Linked DNA regions of Mus musculus: region 2 is linked to region 1. Evidence: chromatin contacts called from public Hi-C data. All regions are on one chromosome and are shown on one strand. Each heading gives the region's core, a stretch centred on a gene start, on an enhancer-like site or on the middle of the called end of the contact. The rest is flanking DNA. Distances are from core to core; before and after follow the strand shown. Region 1 holds the start of Mrps16 (mitochondrial ribosomal protein S16). Region 2 holds the start of Kat6b (K(lysine) acetyltransferase 6B).

Evidence for each region. A called contact is a pair of places that touch in the nucleus more often than the background predicts.
Region 2: a Hi-C map of CD8 T cells shows a contact between it and region 1, with 4 times the contacts expected there. The contact joins the promoter of Kat6b here to the promoter of Mrps16 in region 1. A contact is called at or near these places in 2 of 39 promoter capture datasets (neutrophils and pre-B cells) and 3 of 484 Hi-C or Micro-C datasets (CD4 T cells, CD8 T cells and embryonic stem cells).

The regions. Positions count from the first base shown.
Region 1 is chr14:20,391,856-20,396,166 of GRCm38.p6, reverse strand. It overlaps Mrps16 (mitochondrial ribosomal protein S16), which reads left to right and starts at 2,533. Exons shown (of 3, transcript NM_025440.3): 1 at 2,533-2,686; 2 at 4,014-4,274. The coding sequence starts at 2,674. Cfap70 (cilia and flagella associated protein 70) reads left to right here. Exons shown (of 29, transcript NM_029698.1): 27 at 1,152-1,253; 28 at 1,487-1,534; 29 at 1,766-1,977. The coding sequence ends at 1,846.
Region 2 is chr14:21,498,398-21,503,093 of GRCm38.p6, reverse strand. Kat6b (K(lysine) acetyltransferase 6B) reads right to left here and starts at 3,309. Exons shown (of 17, transcript NM_017479.3): 1 at 3,134-3,309.

The sequences.
Region 1 (4,311 bases), core at 1,284-3,783:
TTTGTGTCACCTTTAGGTCATAAGTGTACTTTTGCTCTGGAAATATTTATTTTGTAGAACTGTTTATGTATTTGATTTTTCATTATATTTGTTTATTTATCTACCAGTGAGGTCTCTGAGGGCAGGGGCTGTATATGTACATACATACTTTAATTCTTAGTATCATGTATATTGCTGAGCAGAGTACACTTCAGCAAATGTATGTCGACTGAATACATGTCTGTAAAACTTAAGGTGTGAGTCAAAACATGGACATGGCTGGAAAGCTGTGCTTCATATTTTCACAGCCTTTGAAACTCACTGTTCTTTTAACACAGAAAACAAACAGAAAACAAAATCTTGGCCTGGGGGCTCATAAATACAATCCCAATTCCTGATCAGCTGAGGAAGGAAGATAGTTTCAAGTTCAAGGCTAGCCTGAAATACCTGAGTTTCCAGCCATAAGTTTCACTAACAGGAACACTCAGTCTCTAAATAATTTAAAAAACAAAAATAAACAAAAAATGAGAGGAAAGATATATACCTACCATATATCCATCCACAAATAATGTTTTTTAATAGTTACATAATTATGTAGGACATATAAAGTATATGCTACATATGAATTCAGAAACACTGGTGAATTTTGAAGGTTTTTTTTTGTTTTTGTTTTTGTTTTTTTTTTGAGTAGCACTGGTATAGGTCGTGGACATCTATTGGTTGAATAGCAGATTCATCTAAGCTGACTCTAGTTGTGTTTTATGAAGTAGAAAAGAGGCCAGGATATGTTTTGGTAGAGGTGTGGTATAGTGAGGTGGGAGAGGTTGCCTCTGTGGGCCCATGCTGAGGCACCCCTTCCCCCTGAGGGACCAGCCACACAACAGATACAGTATAGAATAGAGTTTATTTAGGGCATGTGTAAGGGAGTTGAGAAAGTAGTAGAGACAGAGAAAGGGGGGGGGGCGGGGAGGGAAGAAGAGGAGAAGAGGGAAGGCCAGAATCATTGAGAGAGAGAGAGAGAGCAAAGAGAGGAGCTCCTTTCATAGTAAACTAGGCATACCTGGCAATTGCCAGGTAACCGTGGGGTGGAGCCTAGAAGGAATTCTAACAACTCTACTATGCTTAAGTGGAAACCAATTTGGACTGTATCTCCTAACTCTCTCTCTGCCAAGCTGGAGGAGCTCACGGAAGCTGAGGATGCTCTGTCTGAAGCCAACGCGTTGAATAACTGCAACGCCGAAGTGTGGGCCTATCTGGCTCTGGTCTGCCTGAAAGTGAGTGTTTCTTATTGTCCCTTCACAAGGCCCTCTCAGGGGTCAGGTGAAGGCCCAACTAAGAAAGAAAGGTAAGCTGGCTGTTAGCACACAGCAACTGAAGTTGGAAGAGTTCCAGATTTGTCTCTACTGATGACAAGGAGAATGTTCTGGGCGGTTCCTCCTTGAGATGGATGTGGTCAGTAACCTCCGATTCACATTTTACTAGGAAAGATGTTAATTGCTTCTTTCAGGTTGGACGACAACTGGAAGCAGAGCAGGCTTATAAGTACACAATAAAGGTATGCGACAGCTGATTGCCATTCTGAGAGTGTACAGACCATGAGAGCGCTCAGTGCCTGATGAATTCCCACCCAAGATCCAATACATTCCAATTCTTTGAGAGCTTCCATGGTGTCGAGAATACAGGAGAGGCCCATCCCGTCCCCACAAATCTGGAGCCTCTTAAATTAGGGGTCTTCAAAGTCACCTGGTGTGTTGGACATAACTTCTTCCCTGCCTTGTTTCTGCAGCTGAAACTGAAAGACCAGGCTCTACTTGAAGAAATCCACACTGTACAGGAAATGGTTGGTTTTGGAAATCCATCTTTCTGACAGCCTTACAAGTGGATATTTAATATGGAGCCCCAAGCACGTTTCCTTTCCAAACTGTCACCAGATGAAGCCTGCCCATCCCCACCCCTTTAGTTCACATTAAAAAAATATAAACCCCAAACTCAAAATTTATCATGTTTCTGGAGTCGTATGTATAGCACATTATATTTTATATGCTCTTATGTACATGTAGCTAATTAATAGCCACTATTTGTGGGTAGATATCTGGCATAATGGTGTGACTATTAGAATTACTTTTTAAAGTTTATCTGATCACCTTGTTGGTAAGATTCCCTGGAGGTGCACAATTGCCAAAGTTCTGGACCAATGTTACTGGGGCTTGGAAATTAAGGCAACATCTTCAAAGGTGGGACCAGAATACAACTGTGCTGTGTCACACACAGTTGACAGTGGGTAAGAGAACAGAGGATATTCCGGAGGCGGGGGAACCGTCGCAGGATGGAACGGCCTGCAAGGAACTCAGCACCGCCGCGGACAGGAAAGTCTCCCGCACGCCGCAGGCACTCAGCTGAAGACCGCCAGCAGCCCACGCCTACAGACACGCCTCTTCCGTAGCAGTCAAGGATCAGTCACCGGCGCCCTGTGGCACTCCCGGCGCTCGGTTGCCCTCCCGTGCGCATTGGAAGAGAAAGCGGAAGGGGCGGGCCGATCGGCCGGAGGCTTCCGCAGAGGGCTTTCCGGCTCTGGAGTGGTGCGGACGTCGCGTCGTGTGCCCGCCGGCCGCTTGGGGGCGCTCTTCCGGGCTTCAGGCTCTGTGCCGCGGGGCTGTGCAGCGGGACAGCTGGAGAGCCGCTCGCCCAGGCACCATGGTCCAGCTCAGTGAGTGCGCGGGGCTTCCGGGCGGGCGTGGGCTGCGGCGACCCGGGCTAGGCGCGGCCACATCGCCTTCCAGCGGAGCTTCGTCTCAGTCCGTCTCGCTTTTAGCAGTGGTCTCACTGGGTAGCTCTGGCTGGCCTGGAACTCGCAGCGTAAAGACGGGCTGGCTTCGAACTCCTTCCTAGACAGACCTTTGCCTCTGCCTCCCAAAGGCCCTGTGATTAGAGGCGTGCGCCACCGCGCCCAGCCTGTCTCAGTTTTTTACCACACATCGTAGAAATCGTTTTACAGATGAGGCACCTAAGGGTAAGACAAGGTCATGGCTTAGTAAATGGTGTTAGGGTCCGAGAATTTGGAAATAATCCAATATGAAAACCAAGTTTAAACCAGCAAGCTTATTTTAAAAGCTAATATTTCGGGGAGACGGCTGGGTTCGGGGTCCAAAACGTGACAGCGTGGGGCAAGACAGGACAACCTTTTAAAACATAAAAACCACAAATTGGATGGGCTAGGGACCACATGCATGGTTTTCCATACCTGTCATTTTAAGTGGGTTACTACCGGTCAAGTACCTCAGTTGGCTTTTTTTTTTTTTTAAACTTTTTATTAGGTATTTTCCTCATTTACATTATGCTATCCCAAAAGTCCCCCATACCCACCCCCCACTCCCCTACCCACCCACTCCCCCTTTTTGGCCCTGGCGTACCCCTGTACTGGGGCATATAAAGTTTGCAAGTCCAATGGGCCTCTCTTTCCAGTGATGGCCGACTAGGCCATCTTTTGATACATATGCAGCTAGAGACAAGAGCTCCTGGGTACTGGTTAGTTCATATTGTTGTTCCACCTATAGGGTCTCAGTTGGCTTCTTAACTTGGCCTGGATTGAGGCCAGCCAGTCAGAGCCTATATAGTGGCTGGTTGGTTTCAGTCCGGACTAGTTGCTAACCAACAAGGCATAGGGTGAGATATTGTGGCCTAAGTTCATATGGGGCGCCTGGGGCCAGAAGCCATTTCTGGGAATTCAGCTGTTTCTTAGAATTTATCTTAGTACAAAGTGGAGACTATTTACAAGATGGAGTCTCCAAGGGTAAAGTGGACCCCAACCTCGGCAGGACTGTGTTATGTGGATTTGGAAAAAAGGAGGTATGTCTGGTCTGGAGGGGTTAAGGAGGAGTTTCACCCACACGATTGTATCTAAGCTGGATGGGGCAGGGCATAGATTGGAAGTGAGAACATTGCAGTAGAAGGAGGAATTGTGCCTTTACCTTATATTACCTTATATTTTGAGTCTACTAAACATTTTTGCACCCTAACGAACTATTTCTCTACAGCAACCATTTTCTGCAAAGCCTACCACGGAGGCCACCTAACCATACGCCTTGCTTTGGGTGGCTGCACCAACCGGCCTTTTTACCGCATTGTGGCTGCTCACAACAAGTGCCCCAGGGATGGCCGATTTGTGGAGCAGTTGGGCTCCTATGATCCACTACCCAACAGTCACGGAGAAAAACTAGTTGCCCTCAACCTGGACCGTATCCGGCATTGGATTGGCTGTGGGGCTCACCTCTCTAAGCCTATGGAGAAACTTCTAGGTAAACCAGCCCTGAGCTTAGATAATTTAACAGATGT
Region 2 (4,696 bases), core at 2,060-4,559, 1.1 Mb before region 1:
TCGCTTACTTAAACACAGGGTTTTAACTACTACCTAGGCTGACCTCAAAAGCCAAAGATGACCAAGGATTACAGGCTCCTTACCCATTACTCCTTAAAAACAACAGCTCACATTCACTCTGCTACATGTATAATAAATTTCTAATAAGCAAGCAGTCAAGTGTATTTTAGAGTTGCATCAGGAAATGAAGGGTATACTAGTATGAGGAAGAATGTACTTTCTACAAACACCCACTTCGCTGGGGCTGGAGAGATAGAGGGCTTGGCGGGCACAGCATGGAAAGCAGGAGGTCCTGCGTTTGGATCTCCAGCACCCAGGTGAACGCTGAGCGTGGTTTAGACTGCCTGGAGTCCCAGCAAGAGCAGGTGAAGACAGGCAGCCTCCAGGAGCTCGACAGCAGACCGGCCAGCCTAGCAAAAATGGCCAACTACCACTTCGTAAGAGACTTTATGTCAAGGCAATATGGCAGGGAGAGATAGAGGAAGACATTCTATGTCGTGCCCTGGCCTCTGGATGTGCACACTTGTATGCATCAAATGCACAAAATGTGTTTGCATACATCTGCATGTATGTGTGTGCACAAGCACACACTACTGGAGTACAAAGAACTAACACAACTAAAGTCCCATGCGCTACTTCTACCTCTTGCCCATACAAATCTGTGCATACTCTTTCCCTTGAATTTCCTGGTATCTCCACCCCAAGTTCACTGGGTCTCTAGCTATTGCTGACAACTGTAATTCCTTATCACTGCTCCTTCATAACTTCCACTACTCTCACATGAACATTCTTTCTCCCAACTGCAATTGTTCAAACTCCTCCATGGTGCAGGTCACTAATTTGCCCTTCTTCTGCCTTTACCCTGCCAGGTCCCATTACTCCCTGCACTGTGCCCAAACCAAAGTCCTACCAAACTCAAAAATACCAAATGTTCTTGCCCAAGGTAGCAAGCATCCATGTCTCTTCCTAGGGACACTCTATGCTCTCCCTGTTCCTGCCACACCTTCAAGACTAGGCTTGAAGTTTACTCCAAACAACCCCAGCCATCAAAATTAAAGTCTCCATAACCTTTCTTGGCTCAATGAAGACTGGGGGCACAGTCCATCAAATTATAGCACCCAGACCTATTGCTCAGTGCTGCCCTCGTTCACAGCCACAGCCTTCCCCTAACTTTGAATCACCTGTCCTGATGAGATGTTCTAATATACTGCTGCAAATTACAAGCAGCCTCTCTCCATTCCCTGCTCATTAAAGTCTCTTCTGCTACCTTAGAAAATCTCCCAAACTTAACTAATCCATCCTTCCTTCTGTTTTCTTAATGTTTCATTTACCATGGGCCAGCAAACCACTATCCTATGCCAACATGAGGATTCAGCCTGATTCTTCCACCAAAGAAACTGTACCCGCCTCATGAACCCATCCCCAAGACGAACCAACACCAACTCAGCAATACTCTCTCATTTACCACACCCAAATTCATCCTTAGTGTGTCCCCAGTTAACGGCAATCTCGCCAGTCTGCAGCACTTCACCAGCCCTCACACAGTCCTAGGTACCCTTCCCACTTCCACCAAAATTTCGCCCCTCCCTACACCCCCTTCTACACCTGTTTCTACACCTCCCGTTTCCCATCTCATCTCCCGTTCTTTTAATCTTGCCCACGCCCTCGTCCGACCCCTCCATCCATCCTACCAGTTCACTCTTGCACAGAAATCCCCTCCCAGCCCAAGCCTTAGAATCCCTCTGCCCCGCCCCTCCCGACTTTGCCCCGCCCTTCCATTCCTGAGCCCCGCCCCTTGCCCCGTAGGCTCGGCCAGGGGCGGAGCTTATTCCTCCTCCCTCCTCTCCCCCGCCCCCTACCGTCACGCTCAGGGGCAGCCTGACCCCGAGCGGCCCCGCGGTGACCCTCGCGCAGGGGCCTGTGGGAGGGGCGTCGAGGGTCCCAGGCCACCCCCCCGTCGGTCCCCCGCCCGCCTAGTCTCCTCCCCCTGGGAACGCGCGGGGTGGGTGACAGACCTGGCCGCGCGCCACCACCACCGCGCCTGCCGGGGGCGCTGAATCTGCCTGAGAAAGAAGCTACGGCTGCCGCCTGGAGGAGGTGCCGTAGCGCCCGCCACCGCTGCCGCCGCCGCCAGGGGTAGGAGCTAAGCCGCCGCCATTTTGTGTCCCCCTGTTGTTGTCGTTGACATGAATCCGACATGACACTGATTACAGCCCAATGGAGTCTCATTAAACCCAAGACGCGGCCCCGCCCCGGCGCCGTTCCATTGGACGAGAGCACGAACACTTAGGGCCAACCGTTGGCCTACGGGTCTGTCCGTCACCCGCTCGCTAAACACTCTGCCCCCCATTGGGGCAAGTTCCTGCCGGTCATCTCGCCTCCACATAGACACACCTCTCGACCCATCATTTCCCCCCCCCCACCTCCGGCACCACCCCGAGGGAGGGTCGACTGCCAGTACCAATCAACAGACCGCGGGGCCCGCCTTTTCCGGGCACCTATTGGTCCAGCCCTTTTTCTCTCTCACAGACACCGCGCCACCTCTACTTCCACCTACCCGCCCCCTCTACCTCTAGAAATGGATTGGATCTAGGCGCAGGAGAGGCGCTTGGCCTTATTGGCTGTACACGACGCCAATCAGAAGCCTTTTTTCCTCTCCCCTCCCCCACTCAACCCCAAAGCCCCTAGCCCGCAGCTAAAGTTTGTGTGAGAGCTGATCGCTGGCGGCGGCCGCAGGATTTAGGGGTGGGCGCAGGCGGGCGCGCGCGGGCGGGCACGCGAAGTTAAAATTCGAGGTTCTCAGTCGCCTGCTCCCGCCGAGGAGCGCGCGGACGGGCGCGCCGCCCGGAGCGTTCCATCCAGCCCCCTCCTCCACCCTCTCTCCTGTCCTGTCCCGGGCGACTACTCGCCCGCCCCCTGGCTTGCACCCTACCCCCTTCACATACCCCCTACCCTGCCAGCCTCAGGCCGGGTGCAGGCGGAACGATCTCACTGCAGCCTCTTCGCCATCCCATACGGAGGGGGAGCAAGCCCCCTACCCACCGGGTGTGCACCCCCGGCTCCGCACTCGCCCGTGTCTGCAAGCACGTGCACTATTCGCCGCTGCCTCCGGCCACCCCGGTCCCCGGCTAACCTCGCCTCCAGCCCGGCCAATCGCTTGCTGCCCTTTGTTGCTGCAGACCGGGTCTCCCCGCTGCCTTCCTCAGCCTCCGCCTCGTCCTTTGCCAGCCGCCCGGGTCCGCAGCGCCGCGCTCCCCCCGCCCGGGACCCACCGCCGCCGCCTCCTTCTCCTCCTCCGCCTCCTCCTCCTCGGCTCCGGGCTGCAGCGCACAGAGCCCGAGGCAGCGCCGCCCAGCCCCGCTCCCCCCGCGCCGCCCGCTAGCCCGCCTGGCCCGGCCGGGGGCGCAGCCCGGACCCCGCCCGCCCCAGTCTCCGCCCCGGGGGTACCTGCCTCCGCCCCGGGGGGCTCCGCTCACCGCCCTCAGGGGAGGGCGGGGATGCCGGTGTCCGAAAGGATGGGGACGCCTGGGCTGTTTTGGGGTGGGGAGTGTGTCCGCCAGGTCTGGGACTGAGGTGCGGTCTTCTTAAACGCGCCCCCCCTCCCGCCGCCGTGGGCCCCAAACTTCGTCCTTCTCCCGGGTCTTGTACCCTCGGGCGACCGCGGCAGTTTTGGGGTGGGGGATGCCTCAGGAGCTGTCTCTACCCTGATCAGGAGGAAGAGGGAGCAGTGACATTCAGCGACTGCGGACAGGCATCCTCGGGTGGGAGTGGGGATGTCAGACGCAGGCTGGAGAGGGAAGCTGCCCCTCAGGATGCCCTCTCCCGGCCTGCGGGAGAGGCTGGCGAGCTCGGAGCTGCGTTCTGGGTGCTTCCTGGACTGTGCAGCTGGATAACATTGGGGTTGGGCGGGGGGCGACCGCTGGGGGGCCCTTCCCTCGTCTCCAACCAGCGCTGTAAGGAAAGCTGATGGCGAAGTTCGGTTTTCCAGGCTTCCCCTGGGCCCCCGGAGTTCCTGAGGCCCATACGAGGGAGGCTGGGGGATCCTCTGGCCGCCCAGGCAAGGCTACTCTAAAGGTGCCCACATGCCTTGCAGCGCCCTCCGGACTCTGGAGAAAACGTCCTGCTCTTCCCAGAGTTGGGTGGGATGCTGGTAAGAGATACTTGAGAGTATGAGAAAGGTAGACTTGAGAAAAGGCTCCTCCTAACAGAGTTTGAACAGTTTCTCTTCCCAGACCTTTGGGAAGAAGGGAAACAAACCTATGTCCCTGGGAAAGCCAAGTTTCCCCGTGTGGTGGCCGGGGTGAAAAACCACCTGTTGCCTGAAGTTCTGTCCTTGAATCAGGACGTTCTTGGGGCCCCTGATGAGGAGATGTAGGATGTCAAAGAGCAGGAATTTCAGTCTCCCTGCCCTGAATGACTCATTTTCATGCCACTGCCACTCCTGCAGCAGAGTTCAACTCCCCGTTAGAAACTACTGTTCAACTATGTAGGTACTTTGTTAGACCCAATAATCTCAGTTCTTATCTTAGCAGCAGCAGCAGCCCTGTCACATGCAGACAGAAATGCACAAAGGCTACTCTGGTGTGCGAGCTTCCTCTGCTTCTGAGCTTGGCAGCAAGGTGAGGAAGAAGCCAGGACAAAAGGCAGAGGTGAATGAAAGATTAAAAAAAAAAGAGGGGAGAGCAGATTAAAAAAA